Linked DNA regions of Mus musculus: regions 2 and 3 are each linked to region 1. Evidence: chromatin contacts called from public Hi-C and HiChIP or PLAC-seq data. All regions are on one chromosome and are shown on one strand. The core of a region is the stretch at or near the end of the contact, and the rest is flanking DNA. Distances in the headings are between cores, read along the strand shown.

The links. A called contact is a pair of places that touch in the nucleus more often than the background predicts. HiChIP or PLAC-seq counts read pairs in DNA pulled down with a chosen protein or histone mark.
Region 2: a contact with region 1 is called in an H3K4me3 HiChIP or PLAC-seq map of neural tube, with 4 times the contacts expected there. The contact joins the promoter of Ccdc115 here to the enhancer-like site in region 1. A contact is called at or near these places in 1 of 15 datasets of contacts at CTCF or cohesin (the NIH/3T3 cell line), 6 of 484 Hi-C or Micro-C datasets (the HL-1 cell line, bone marrow-derived macrophages, nephron progenitors and 2 more), 25 of 115 datasets of contacts at active chromatin or transcription factors (Th17 cells, astrocytes, bone marrow-derived macrophages and 16 more) and 5 of 9 other capture datasets (adipose tissue, embryonic stem cells, liver and 2 more).
Region 3: a Hi-C map of muscle stem cells shows a contact between it and region 1, with 4 times the contacts expected there. The contact joins two enhancer-like sites. A contact is called at or near these places in 22 of 39 promoter capture datasets (the 3T3-L1 cell line, 3T3-L1-derived adipocytes, the C10 cell line and 14 more), 7 of 15 datasets of contacts at CTCF or cohesin (the G1E-ER4 cell line, embryonic stem cells, hippocampal excitatory neurons and 4 more), 218 of 484 Hi-C or Micro-C datasets (the 3T3-L1 cell line, 3T3-L1-derived adipocytes, the 63-12 cell line and 125 more), 21 of 115 datasets of contacts at active chromatin or transcription factors (the 230-238 cell line, CD8 T cells, the NIH/3T3 cell line and 14 more) and 3 of 9 other capture datasets (adipose tissue, embryonic stem cells and embryonic tail).

The regions. Positions count from the first base shown.
Region 1 is chr1:34,217,106-34,221,010 of GRCm38.p6, forward strand. Dst (dystonin) reads left to right here. Exons shown (of 103, transcript NM_001276764.1): 55 at 705-767; 56 at 1,230-1,471; 57 at 2,291-2,420. Among named protein-coding and RNA genes, the nearest start is that of Gm26788, 41 kb to the left of the region's middle. Within about 2 kb of position 1,841, at least 4 of the 459 cell types and tissues checked have an H3K27ac peak or open chromatin away from gene starts, as enhancers often do. A contact at or near this core is called in muscle stem cells and neural tube, where this site is marked.
Region 2 is chr1:34,437,647-34,441,551 of GRCm38.p6, forward strand. It overlaps Ccdc115 (coiled-coil domain containing 115), which reads right to left and starts at 2,026. Exons shown (of 5, transcript NM_027159.2): 1 at 1,582-2,026; 2 at 1,397-1,500; 3 at 1,204-1,286; 4 at 81-212. The coding sequence starts at 1,692. It overlaps Imp4 (IMP4, U3 small nucleolar ribonucleoprotein), which reads left to right and starts at 2,183. Exons shown (of 9, transcript NM_178601.3): 1 at 2,183-2,281; 2 at 2,395-2,503. The coding sequence starts at 2,279.
Region 3 is chr1:34,397,589-34,401,493 of GRCm38.p6, forward strand. No RefSeq gene overlaps it. Among named protein-coding and RNA genes, the nearest start is that of Mir5103, 34 kb to the right of the region's middle. Within about 2 kb of position 2,288, at least 24 of the 459 cell types and tissues checked have an H3K27ac peak or open chromatin away from gene starts, as enhancers often do. A contact at or near this core is called in muscle stem cells, where this site is marked.

The DNA of each region.
Region 1 (3,905 bases), core at 591-3,090:
GAGACATGCCAATCCCAGATAGTTATGATAATATAGGACAAATAGCTATTATGACCCACTCAGGAGGATCTGATTGGTAGGTAATGGGTTAGCTATGTGTGGTTCCCATGGCGTTTTCACAGGGTAGCTGCCGTGGTACCCATCAGCTTCATTCATTCCTCTTCAGGCACACAGCTGATAGTTAGCACAGCTGGCATCTAAATTCAGGAGAGGCGTCCTCTAGGTCCATGCACTACCCACCCTGTGTTCTCTGTGTCAGCATATGTGGACTTAGAAACAGACGTTTGTTTTGGCTTTTACCTTCAGACGGTTCCCTCGTCTCTTTTTAAATCATTCTGCCTTCATTGGCCCTGTGGTTATGTTGTGTACGCGGCCACAGGTGATGCACAGCCATTAGGCCGAGCAGACATTTTCTTCTCAGTTGCACTGCTTTCTTTAATACATAGGTGCTGGGGACCTTTACCGCCAGCTTTATCATAAGATGACGTTAGCATAAAACATCTTAGCTGTTTAATTTGGGAATCAGCTTTTGATTAACTTATGAACAGTCGAAAGTGAGGCGCCGAGTCACTTGTACGAATGAGCAGTGGCGGTTCCTTTAATGCCGTCTATAGGTAGAAGTACTAGGGCAATCTAAAGTCACTTCATTGTTTGTTTTGTTTGTTCATTGTTTTTTTTTTTTGTTTTGTTTTGTTTTGTTGCAGGTGGAGTAATACTAAATGGTGAAGGAACAGACACAAATACTCAGGATTTCTTGGCAAATAAAGGTGACTAGTAACCCTGTCTGGCGAGTGATTAATGGAGTTTGATGTTTTAGAGGGCAGTAGTTTTGTTGAGATCTTAAACTCGAGTTGAAATGGTCACCATGTCCATGAATATGTTGATATACCTGTCCATCTGAGATAAATGAACCTTTGGTGTTTCACTTTGGGACTTGGTTTTATTTCCTTCCTGTTCATTTGCTGTTTGGTACCCAAGAAATCTGTTATGTTTAAGCTTACAATTCCATCATGCTACCTCTTACGTTTTACAGTTACACAATGCTCCTGAGTTGTTTGTTATTAACTTGCAGTATGACCTCTTCTTTCTATCCTAAAAAGTCTGTGGTTCATCGTAGCAGGCTTAACAGTGTCAAAATAGAAGAAAACGCTGTGTACAATCAGTCTAATGCTATCGCTCCTCTCCAAAAGCCTCAGCATGCATTCGTGTACTTTTCTTCCTGCTCGTAGGTTTAACATCTATTAAGAAGGACATGACTGACATAAGCCACAGTTACGAAGACCTGGGCCTCTTACTCAAGGATAAAATAGTTGAACTGAACACTAAGCTCTCCAAATTGCAAAAGGCTCAGGAAGAGTCCAGTGCAATGATGCAGTGGTTAGAGAAGATGAACAAGACGGCCAGCAGGTGGCGCCAGACACCTACACCTGCAGACACTGAGTCTGTGAAGTTGCAGGTGGAGCAGAACAAGGTAGGCTGGGTACAGGGCAGGAAGGCGCACTGAGTGGACTTAGCCAGAGCAGCCCTGGGGGCCATGAGCTCGGTTCTGTTTTCTCCCTAGACCTTCATCAAATAATGACTGTTTTGTTAAAATCAGTCACATTGGGGCAACAAATTGTCACTTTTCCAGCCCTCTGACATTATAAAAAGGAATAAACTGTAGGGTATGAGTAACTTTGCCGTCTTTAAATCAGCTTAAATCTGCGATATTAAGTAATCAACTTTTGGGAAAGATTTAGTTATGGACTAAATGTATCAAGTGTCTGGCCTGTCTACTATAAAACGGGACGGCTAATACCGTCCTCTTTAACAGCATTTCTGTACTGCCAAGATTAGGAAAGTAGTTTCTCACCACCATGACAAAAATTTGGGCAAATTACCAACCCGTACTTGAATTCTGCCATGTGGAATCTCGAGTAGAGTTTCAAATTCTGGAAGCCTTTACCAGGGCTGATTTGCTTCTCAGTTAACCTCACTGAGAGCAGCTTGCATTGGCCCAGCGTCGTTTGAAAGCAGGAAATTACAGACGGCAGTCATTACATCCACAGAGTGTTCCTCTGTGGGGTTTCTGTGTCTCACAATTGAAGATGGTCAAGGGGAAAAAATAAGAATTATCAGCTACATAACCCAGGTCCTTGCCCACTCCAGCATTTGATGTGTGTATGTGTGTGTGTGTAGGGGGGCGTCCTTTCTGAGTCATTCCAGAGTTCCAGAGAAGAAATGCTTTTTCTCTTTTGATGCCATATTTTTTGTGTAGTTAATTATTGTTTTTTTTTTTTTTCCTTGTTAGTCATTTGAGGCAGAACTGAAGCAAAATGTAAACAAAGTGCAAGAATTAAAAGACAAACTATCAGAGCTTCTGGAAGAGAACCCAGAGGCTCCCGAGGCCCAGTCCTGGAAGCAGGCACTGGCAGAGATGGGTGAGTCCATCCGCGCACTCGGGCTCACGGGTGCTCACGGCCGCTTGGCCAATTTCATGGTCAACGGAGTGTTCTTCAGAAAACATCCAGGAGTCTCGTGTGCTTTTGGATTTCCGTTAAACATTTCAGAATCTTTTTTTTTTCTCTAAGTATTCAAAATCATGGGTGTTGTTCTGAGAGCTGTCATTCAGCTGTTTTTATGAAGAAGGTTCATAGTTGGTAATGAAATGCTATGCGCTGAGTAATGTTTTGATTAGTGTTTATTTTCTTTCATTCGCTTTATGCTCACGGATTTTCTTGCATTCATCCGGAAAGGGCAGGCTCCCATCTCCTCTGTGAGGTCACTTCTGGGGCTTCTGTCTTCTCAGCTCTTCTTTCTTCTCTCAAGCCAGTGTTGAAGGAATACGGGGCCTCCCCTCCTATCCTGTCTTTGTATAAACTGCTCGTAGGTACAGAATTTCCTTCAGTTTGTGAGATAAAAAGACTAAGAAAGTAAGTTTCCTACTTTACTCTGTCGTTTGGAGGTTTCGGTAAGTTTAGATATGTCTAGGTAGGAGCCGCAGTGTGCACAGTGTGAAGTGGATCCCGTTGGTCCTTGGAATGGCTTGACTTTCAATTATTTCACCGTAGTTATTTCAAACCTTCTTCCCATCACTTTTTGGCACCGTAAGCTTAGAAACAACTTAAGTGTTCCTAATGTTCAGAGGCAGACAGAATCGGACTCAAGAATCCCCCTGCATCGTGAGGGTTTCCCCTATGTCAGGGACTCTCCTAGGGCTATCAGAATTACTTGCGAGTATGGGCAGATGTTTGCGAGAAGAGGTGTGGCTGAAGGGTGTGCGTTTCCTACAGAGCCTCCACCCTGCAGGGGCTTTGATACTTCTCTACCCCATGTGCTTTTGTTAACAGCCTCGCCAGTCAGATTATATAGGATTGGAACTTCTCCTACAGAGGAACGCCATTAAATAGAAGCCCCTTACTACATTCTATTAAATACTGTCCTTTAGTATACTGTGCCAAGTGACAAACACACAAACCTCTCGGGGCTTTGTGAAACAGCTCACTCAGTAAAGTGCTTGCCTAACTTAGCAGCATCGGGACAGTTCTGTCCCAGAAGCCATGCAGAAGTGTTTGACGTGGCAGCACAGGCTTGCAGTCCCAGTGCAGGGGAGGCAGAAACAGACCCTTGGCCATCTGGACAGCCTAGCCTACTCGGCAAGTACCAGGCCAGTGAGAGACGCCATGTCATAGATGAAAACAAAACAAGCAAAAGCATACAGTACAGCTCCAGGGACAGCAGCTAGGGTTGTCCTCCAGCTTCCACGTGTGTATGCACATGTATGTGAGCACACACGTGTTCACACACACACACATTAAAACGCATGTCATCTCTGAAACCAGTCACACTAAGCAGTTACTGTTTGTGGGGCGATAGGTGGGCTTCAGTGCTTGTCGCCATGCTCTGAGAACTAACGTTGCACCTGT
Region 2 (3,905 bases), core at 776-3,275, 220 kb after region 1:
CATGGAGTGCCGCCCCCCCAACCCCTAAGACTGCAGGGGTGTTAGGCCTCCCTAGCCAGTACAATAGTCCTAAAACTCACCATCCCGGAAGCTGGCTTGGGCCTGCCGCAGACTGTGAGGAACCAAAATTCCAAACCAGTTCAAGGGATCTTGAGGAACTACAGCAGATCCTAACTCTTTGGTCTTGGTGGGGCCCTTGCGCCTGCGCAGAGCTGAAAGAAAGGCCATACAGTCCTCATGACCACAATGAGCTTAGTCCAAGTTCATGATTCTGAGAAACACTGGAGGTTAGCTATTTCCCCAACCTTCTCCTGTGTCTGGAAATAGTAACACTCCCCCCTTTGTAATCCAGTTGACTCTGTCTATTCTGACTTCCAGGACAGACAATTCTGTTTACCCAGAACAAGACTACGACTGACTTTGCCAATTTACCTAAAAGTGATGAAATGTCCCCAAGCTGTTTCAGGAGTGATTAACTGGGATTGGAGGTTTATTTCCAAGGAACATCTAGATATAGGGATATACATTTTCTGTTCTGTTGAGCTCCTTTGAATGCAAAACTCATCCCACTATAAAAGAGTCCACCTTTAACTGTGTAGAGATTAAAGTACCAGAGCAAACTCCATTTTGTTCTCAGACTCCATTTTAAGCTAACCTGCCCTCACAATGACTTGGCTCCCACCCTTGAGTTCTGAAAAAAACAAAAAACAAAACGAAATGAAAAGCAAAAAACAACCAAACAAACAAAAATCCGAAATATTCTTGGCAGTTGCAAAACAGACGTAATAGCTGTGGTCAGTCGATAATAATGGGGTGGGCTAAGAAAACATGATTCGTTCCCAGGTGAAGATGCACCTTTTAGATGTGTGGTCCCTCCTTGTGGTTTGACCAGATGCTGTGAACCAATCAGCTTAAACGCCAACATTCCTTTAACCCTCTTACCCAACCATGTTATGTCAAGGAGGCTTGGAATACACCCCATTCCCTTAGACCTCCTCGGGCGGCTCTCCTATCCTGTTACTTGAACCCTACCTATCAAAGTATAAGAACCCCACCCTCCCACACCCCCGCCCCCCAGACATTCAACTCTCCAGCTCAGACGCTCTCCATTAATCAGATTCCGAATGAAGCAATTTCCTTAAATGTTCAATGAGTTTTGTCTTTAGCGCTGAGTAAGGGCTGACAGGTGGAAAGGAGACTTACATGCTTCGCTAGGCCCCACTTCCTCGGGGGTCTGGGCGTCAGCTTTGATCACCCTGAAGGTCTGGGGTCCATCCTGGGCCTCGCTGGGAAAAAAAAAAAAAAAAAAAAAAAAAGGGAAGTTGGATCTCTGGCCGCGCCGGCCTAGGTCCTGCCCATCCACTCTCCAAGGGGGGGGGGGGGGGGGGGCGCTCACCTGGCACGCACGCAGACCTGAGGCTCCATACGCGAGGCATACTGCAGGGGTCCTACCGACTTGGCTCCCATGGCATAGCGAGCCTTGGCAAGTGAGAGCCAACCCTGGGGAGACAGGAGAGACTTGAGACTGTTTTCCCTCCCTGTGCCCGCTTTCTATCCCTCCTTCCATTCCCCGTGGCCCACCTCCTCCACCCTGGCGTTCAGCGCCGCCCGCTTCGCCTCCAGTTCCTCCAGGTCACTGAGCAGCTGTAGGCACTTGGAGTCCAACTCCTCTCGCAGAGCCTGGACCGCCATGGCCCAGCCAGTCTTGGGACACGCGCGGATGGGCGGAGCCACTTCCTTCCAAGCCGCCGAATCACTGCGCGGCCATGTGCATGACAGCCAATAAGCGCTCAAGATCCGCCCTTAGGGGGGCAGTACTAATCGTGACCCGGAAGTCAAAGGCTTCAACTTCCGGGTGATCCCTGTCACCAGCCAGGACGCGGATTAGCGCCTGGAGCGGGATACTTCTCGAATCCGATGGCTACCAAAAGTCGGACCTTAACTTGAATCTAGGAAGCCATGCGCACAGTTCCTGCTTTTACTCTTCGCTAGCCTGCTGCCTGACCAGCTCAAGCACCGGTGAAGCCGCAGACGGACTAACTAATCAGGACGGTCTTAGACCACGTGACATCCCAAATCCGGGTAATTAATTGGTTGCCCGTCTGACCAATCACCTTGCGACGCCCTCCTCCATTCGCCATCTTAAGATGGGGCACTCTGACCGGCAGTGGAATCGAGTGAAGCCTCTAAAGGCCTTTTTGGTTGAGGGCGGAAGTGATCACTGCGTGGTGCCAGCAGCGCCAGAAGAGTTGGGACTCGTGAGGGAGCGGCGCTCATCATGGTAGGATGTTTTGATTTCCTGTTCTGGTTTAGCGGGAAAGAAGGGGACTACGGGAGGGCTGAGTTGTGGTCCTCGGTGCTCCGAAGTGGATGGTGACCCTGTGTGTTCTCTAGCTCCGTCGGGAGGCTCGCCTGCGCCGCGAGTACCTGTACCGCAAAGCCCGGGAGGAGGCGCAGCGATCCGTTCAGGAGAAGAAGGAGCGAGTCAAGCGTGCTCTAGAAGGTAAGGCCTCCCTGTGCTGGTGGGTTACAAGTCCTTGCTCGAGCATACTACACGGAGGTGTAAACGCATTTGAACTTAATGTATTTGTATCAGGGTGGCTGGTCATCTTTCCTTTCTCTGCTCGTTAGGTAGGACCTCACTGCTCACTGGTTTCTGAATGATCCCACCATGTGATAGTATGGCCGTTTATGCTACAGTTGCCCATGTCTACAGGTTGATTGCCAGTTTTGCTTACAGAATATCTAGTTTTTATTTAGTTTTAAAACATTGCCTCTGTCGGGTGGCGGCGGCGCACGGTTTCAATCCCAGCCCTCGAGAGGCAGAGACAGGCCGATCCCCGAGTTCGAAGCCAGCCTGGTCTACATAATGAGTTCCAGTACAGCCAGAGCTAAAACAGAGAATCCCTGTCTCGAAAAACCAAAAACCAAACCAAATCAAGCAACAAACCAACAAAAAACCTTTGCCTCATCTAATTGATTCCCATCTTAGGGAATGGGTCTGCAAGAATCCTTGGTATTTGTTTTTGTTGTCTTCTTCAAAACAAAATTAGAAAAACCTGTTATTGATTGTTATAATTGTCTTGCATTTTAATTCTTCTTCCATTTAGAATTTGACATTCGTTTTACAGGTTAGTTTAAAACTTTGCCTTACATTAATTCACATTTTCATTTGCCCTAATAAATGAAGATCCTCTATCACAGAGCTTAATTGGAAATGTTCTATTTATCCCTATTTTGCTTTTGTATCTAAGGAACTTCATGTCTCCCGCCTGATTGATAGTACAATATCCCTGGTGCCAGTAATTAAATTCCGTTCCTGTAATTTAGGACTATAAAGTATATGTGTGTCATGTAACGTTTTTTTGAGTTAAGAAGCATAATGTTAGGGCTGGGATTGTACCACAGTTGTTAGAGAGTGCTTCCTAACATGAAGGAGGCTCTGGATTCTGTCCCCAGCCTGACTCAACTGTGCCTGGGGGCCTATGTCCCAACACTGGTAAGGTGGAGGCTAGAGGATCAGGAGTTCAAGGCTTGCTTTGGCTGCATGAGTTTCAGATCAGCCTGGGCTATATAAGCATAATGTTAAGTATCTGTGACCCATTACCATAACTTAAAAAAAAAGTTTTAAAAAAATGGCTCAAGGATTCAGAGCACTTCCTGCTCTTTGAGAGGACCCAAATTCATTCCCTACTACCCATATAGAGTGACTCACAACTGTCTGTAACCCCAGGGATCCAGTGTCCTCTGGCCTTAGCAGCTACCTGAACACATGTGAACTCAGGCAGGAACACATACACAGAAAAATGATCAATATATTAGCATTTGCAACCATCTATTATTAACTATATTATTATTAACTATATTAAATATTGCATTAAAAGAAACTGTTGTAAGTATTATTT
Region 3 (3,905 bases), core at 1,038-3,537, 180 kb after region 1:
CTCATGCAGAAGATCTGGGCTTCCTAACTATCTGCAACTCTCAAGGCATCTAACATTTTTTTCTGACCTCTGTGGATACCAAGCTCATAGGTAGTTTACATACATACATACATACATACATACATACATGCAGGTAAAACATTAGATAACACATATGCATCTGAAAATACACAAAATAAAATATATAAATATATATAATGTTTTAAAAACAAGATGAACAAGCAAAAAAAATTTTAAAACTAGCTGATGCAAAGGTTAAGAGTCAAATCCAATAGACTATTGAATTATGAGGAGAATCAAGTGCTGCACTGGAACCCACGGCCTTATGTCTCACAGTCTTCTGGTTTAGAACGTGAGACTATTAGGAATACATTTGAGATTAAGATTGAGATTAAGATTAAGTGTGAGGGGCAGGAGGATGGCAAGTTGGCCAGCCTGCGCCAAGGATATCTTGTCTCAAGAAAACAAATAAAACACACACACACAGGCACACACACGGGCACGCACACGCACACATATGCAGGTGAGTGCATACTCTCATGCACAAATAACCAAGAAACAAGATATTCAGGGGTAAGTTTGCACCAGAAAATAAATTATGCTATTCTTTAGAGAATAAACTTTCTGCTGACTTAAAATCAAGGATTTATCAGAGAAGAAAACAAAACCCTGACTCACCTGAGGACTCTAGCATATAAGTTTTTAGATGAGGAAAAGTAATGATGAGAAAGAAAGGGCTTATCTCTGATGAATCGTCTGGGTCAAGACAGCTCTCGAAGACTGAGACTTGAGGACCGCAGGGAGAGATGGGTAGGGAGTAGTAATTGCTTTTACCCCTGTTACTTCAAAATGAAAAAAAGAAATTAAAAAAAAAAAAAAAACCCAAGAACATGACTGTTTCTAAATGTGGAGGAGGAGAAAGTTTTTTGTAGATAAAAGGGAGAACATAGCCAGAGGCAGACACATCTGGAAGAGCCCAGAGTGGACGTGACCAGGCTGCGTTGGGCCATGTAAGCAGAAGTAGAGGGCAAGGGAGAAGGAAGAGAGGGGCAGGTGAAGCAGCCAAAAGGTCAAAGGTTAAAAAGGGGCAGGTAACTAAACCATCTGGATGATATATGGAAGAGCCTTTGCGGGAAGGACAGCCCAACCCCTGGGCTGGAGAGTTCAGGAGTAGGGGACAGCTGTACCCTATAACAGGTAGGGACTGGGCCATGTTGAGAACCTGGCAGTCAGGTCTACTTTGATATGTTAAACAGGCACCTCAGCCATTGGGGTTTGAAACGTAACAATTTTAATGTCTGATAATTGGGGATTCATAGGAGGCAGCTGCCTTGATTTTAGACACTTTGAGAACCGTGAAGCTCAGTTCTGGGGAAGCACTTCAGTGTCCTCTACTGGGAAAAGGACTTTACATATCTCCATGAAGTTCCTACAGAGTTCAGTTCACCAGAGCCTCAGGAACAAAAACGGAGACCAGAACATTTTCCGGAAACTTCTATAATCCCACTTTATAATCCCATAATAGAGACTACGTACTCTGCATAAGAGAAAAGATCATCTCAGGGTCTGGATATTTTCTTTCTGAGCTCTTTAGAGAAAGATCAGAGCTAACAAACCAGGTAGGATGGAAACTCCCCTTGATATGTTGTCTTTACTCAGAGAAAAGCAAACTGCAGACCTAAGGCAGCAGGGAGGTCAGGGTACCAAACTCCCGCTGTGAGATGCAGCAGGGACTTGCAATGGGAAAGCAGCTGCCTAAAGCCCTGTTCACCAACGTCCTGTGTGCTGCTAAGGATGGAGATAAGTCGGATTTTTGGGAGGGGTCTCCCCAAAGGGTCCAGCACACAGTCTTCTTTCTAGCCAGAGAAACTCCGTTTATCTGTGAACAACATCCTGGAGAAAGTGGCCCTTGGAAATGCTATCTGTGAAATGTCACTGTGTGCTAGGGACAGAAGCTGTTTGTTTCCACAGAGGTAAGGGCGCCCCTGCGGCTTTGGATGCTCATCTGCCTTTGCTCCAGAGTTCTCATTTACGGCACCTGATACTGCTGCATCTGCCAGGACACATTAGTTCCATCTCAATGGCTGCCTCTGCCAATTAGAAAGAATTTAGCATTAATGAGGGTCTGGACAACTAAATTGCTACCCATCGCTAACTCCAGAGACAACTGGGAGGGAAACATACTCCTTCAAAGACAGAAATGTGTTTTTCCACTCTAGCATAAACACACAATGATAATACGTTTATCTTGGCAGCCAACCTATTTACTGTGACTGATTACGTCAGCGTTCAGATCTGCTGTCCAGTAAGAGTCTGAGTCAGCCCAAGACAGTCCAGTTCAAATTATGCTCCCTTCCAACTGTCTAGATGTTCTGAGTTCTCACCTACTACCAACACAGACAGTTTTGTTTTCAAATCAGAGTTGCTCAGGGTCCTGAAGTGATTGTTCCAGGGTGGAATAGTTTAGTAAGGGGCAGGAGACATTTATGAAAGCATGTTGGATTATCTTATTTTTTTTTCTGGCTTTTGTCTTTGCTTTAATTTCTTTTGATTCCCAATTTTTTATTAGATATTTTCTTCATTTACATTTCAAATGCTATCCTGAAAGTCCCCTATACCCTCCCCCTGCCCTGCTCTCCTACCCACCCACTCCTACTTCTTGGCCCTGGCAGCCCCCTGTACTGGGGCATATAAAGTTTGCTAGACCAAGGGGCCTCTCTTCCCAATGATGGCCGACTAGGCCATCCTCTGCTACATATGCAGCAAGAGACATGAGCTCTGGCGGTACTGGTTAGTTCATATTGTTGTTCCACCTATTGGGTTGCAGACCCCTTCAGCTCCTTGGGTACTTTCTCTAGCTCCTCCATTGAGGGCCCTGTGTTCCATTCAATAGCTGACTGTGAGCATCCACTTCTGTATTTGCCAGGCACAGGAATAGCCTCACAAGAGACAGCTATATAAGGGTCCTTTCAGCAAAATCTTGCTGGCATATGCAATAGTGTCTGAGTTTGGTGGCTGATGATAGGATGGATCCTCACATGGGGCAGTTTCTGGATGGTCCGTCTCTTCATCTTAGCTCCAAACTTTGTCTCTGTAACTCCTTCCATGGGTATTTTGTTCCCCATTCTAAGGAAGGACGAAGTATCCACACTTTGGTCTTCCTTATTCTTGAGTTTCATGTGTTTTGCAAATTATATCTTGGGTATTCTAAGTTTCTGGGCTAATGTCCACTTATCAGTAAGTGCATATCGTGTGAGTTCTTTTGTGATTGAGTTACCTCACTCAGAATGATACCCTCCATGTCCATCCATTTGCCTAGGAAATGTTGGATTATCTTAATTGGACTTTTAATAGGCAAGAATCAGGCATTCTACACTCTGGTGGGGGAGACCAGAGGTATCTGGAAACACATTCAGATTGACATGTCCCGTAAACATTGCCACACCCAAACTGTCCTAAGGGAGTCTAAGCTGAGAAATGTTACCAAATATCTAACTCACAGGCCTGGCTGGCCCCTCAGAGGAATCCCACATATTCCCATCTGAGCACACACCTTCTAAGACATTCAGAAGCTGGTAATACTACAGAATAAGGAGACAGCTCCCACAATATAAATTACAGTTCAAGAGGAGGAATAAAGGACCCACTAAAATGAGAGAGAATTTTATTGTGGATAGCAGAGAGATCAAGAGAGCAAGAGCAATCAAAGAGGGTTGGGGGTGGGGGAGACCAGAGCTATCTGGAAGAGTCTGGAACAGACAGAAAGAGAAACAGACTGCACATGGCCAGGGCTAGCGAAACGGAAAAGAGAGACTTCTGGGTACAGTAAGAGATATAGAGACTGAAGAGGATTGATTCCAGGCGTTGAGGAGGATGAACAGCTACAGGGAGGGAAACCCATGATC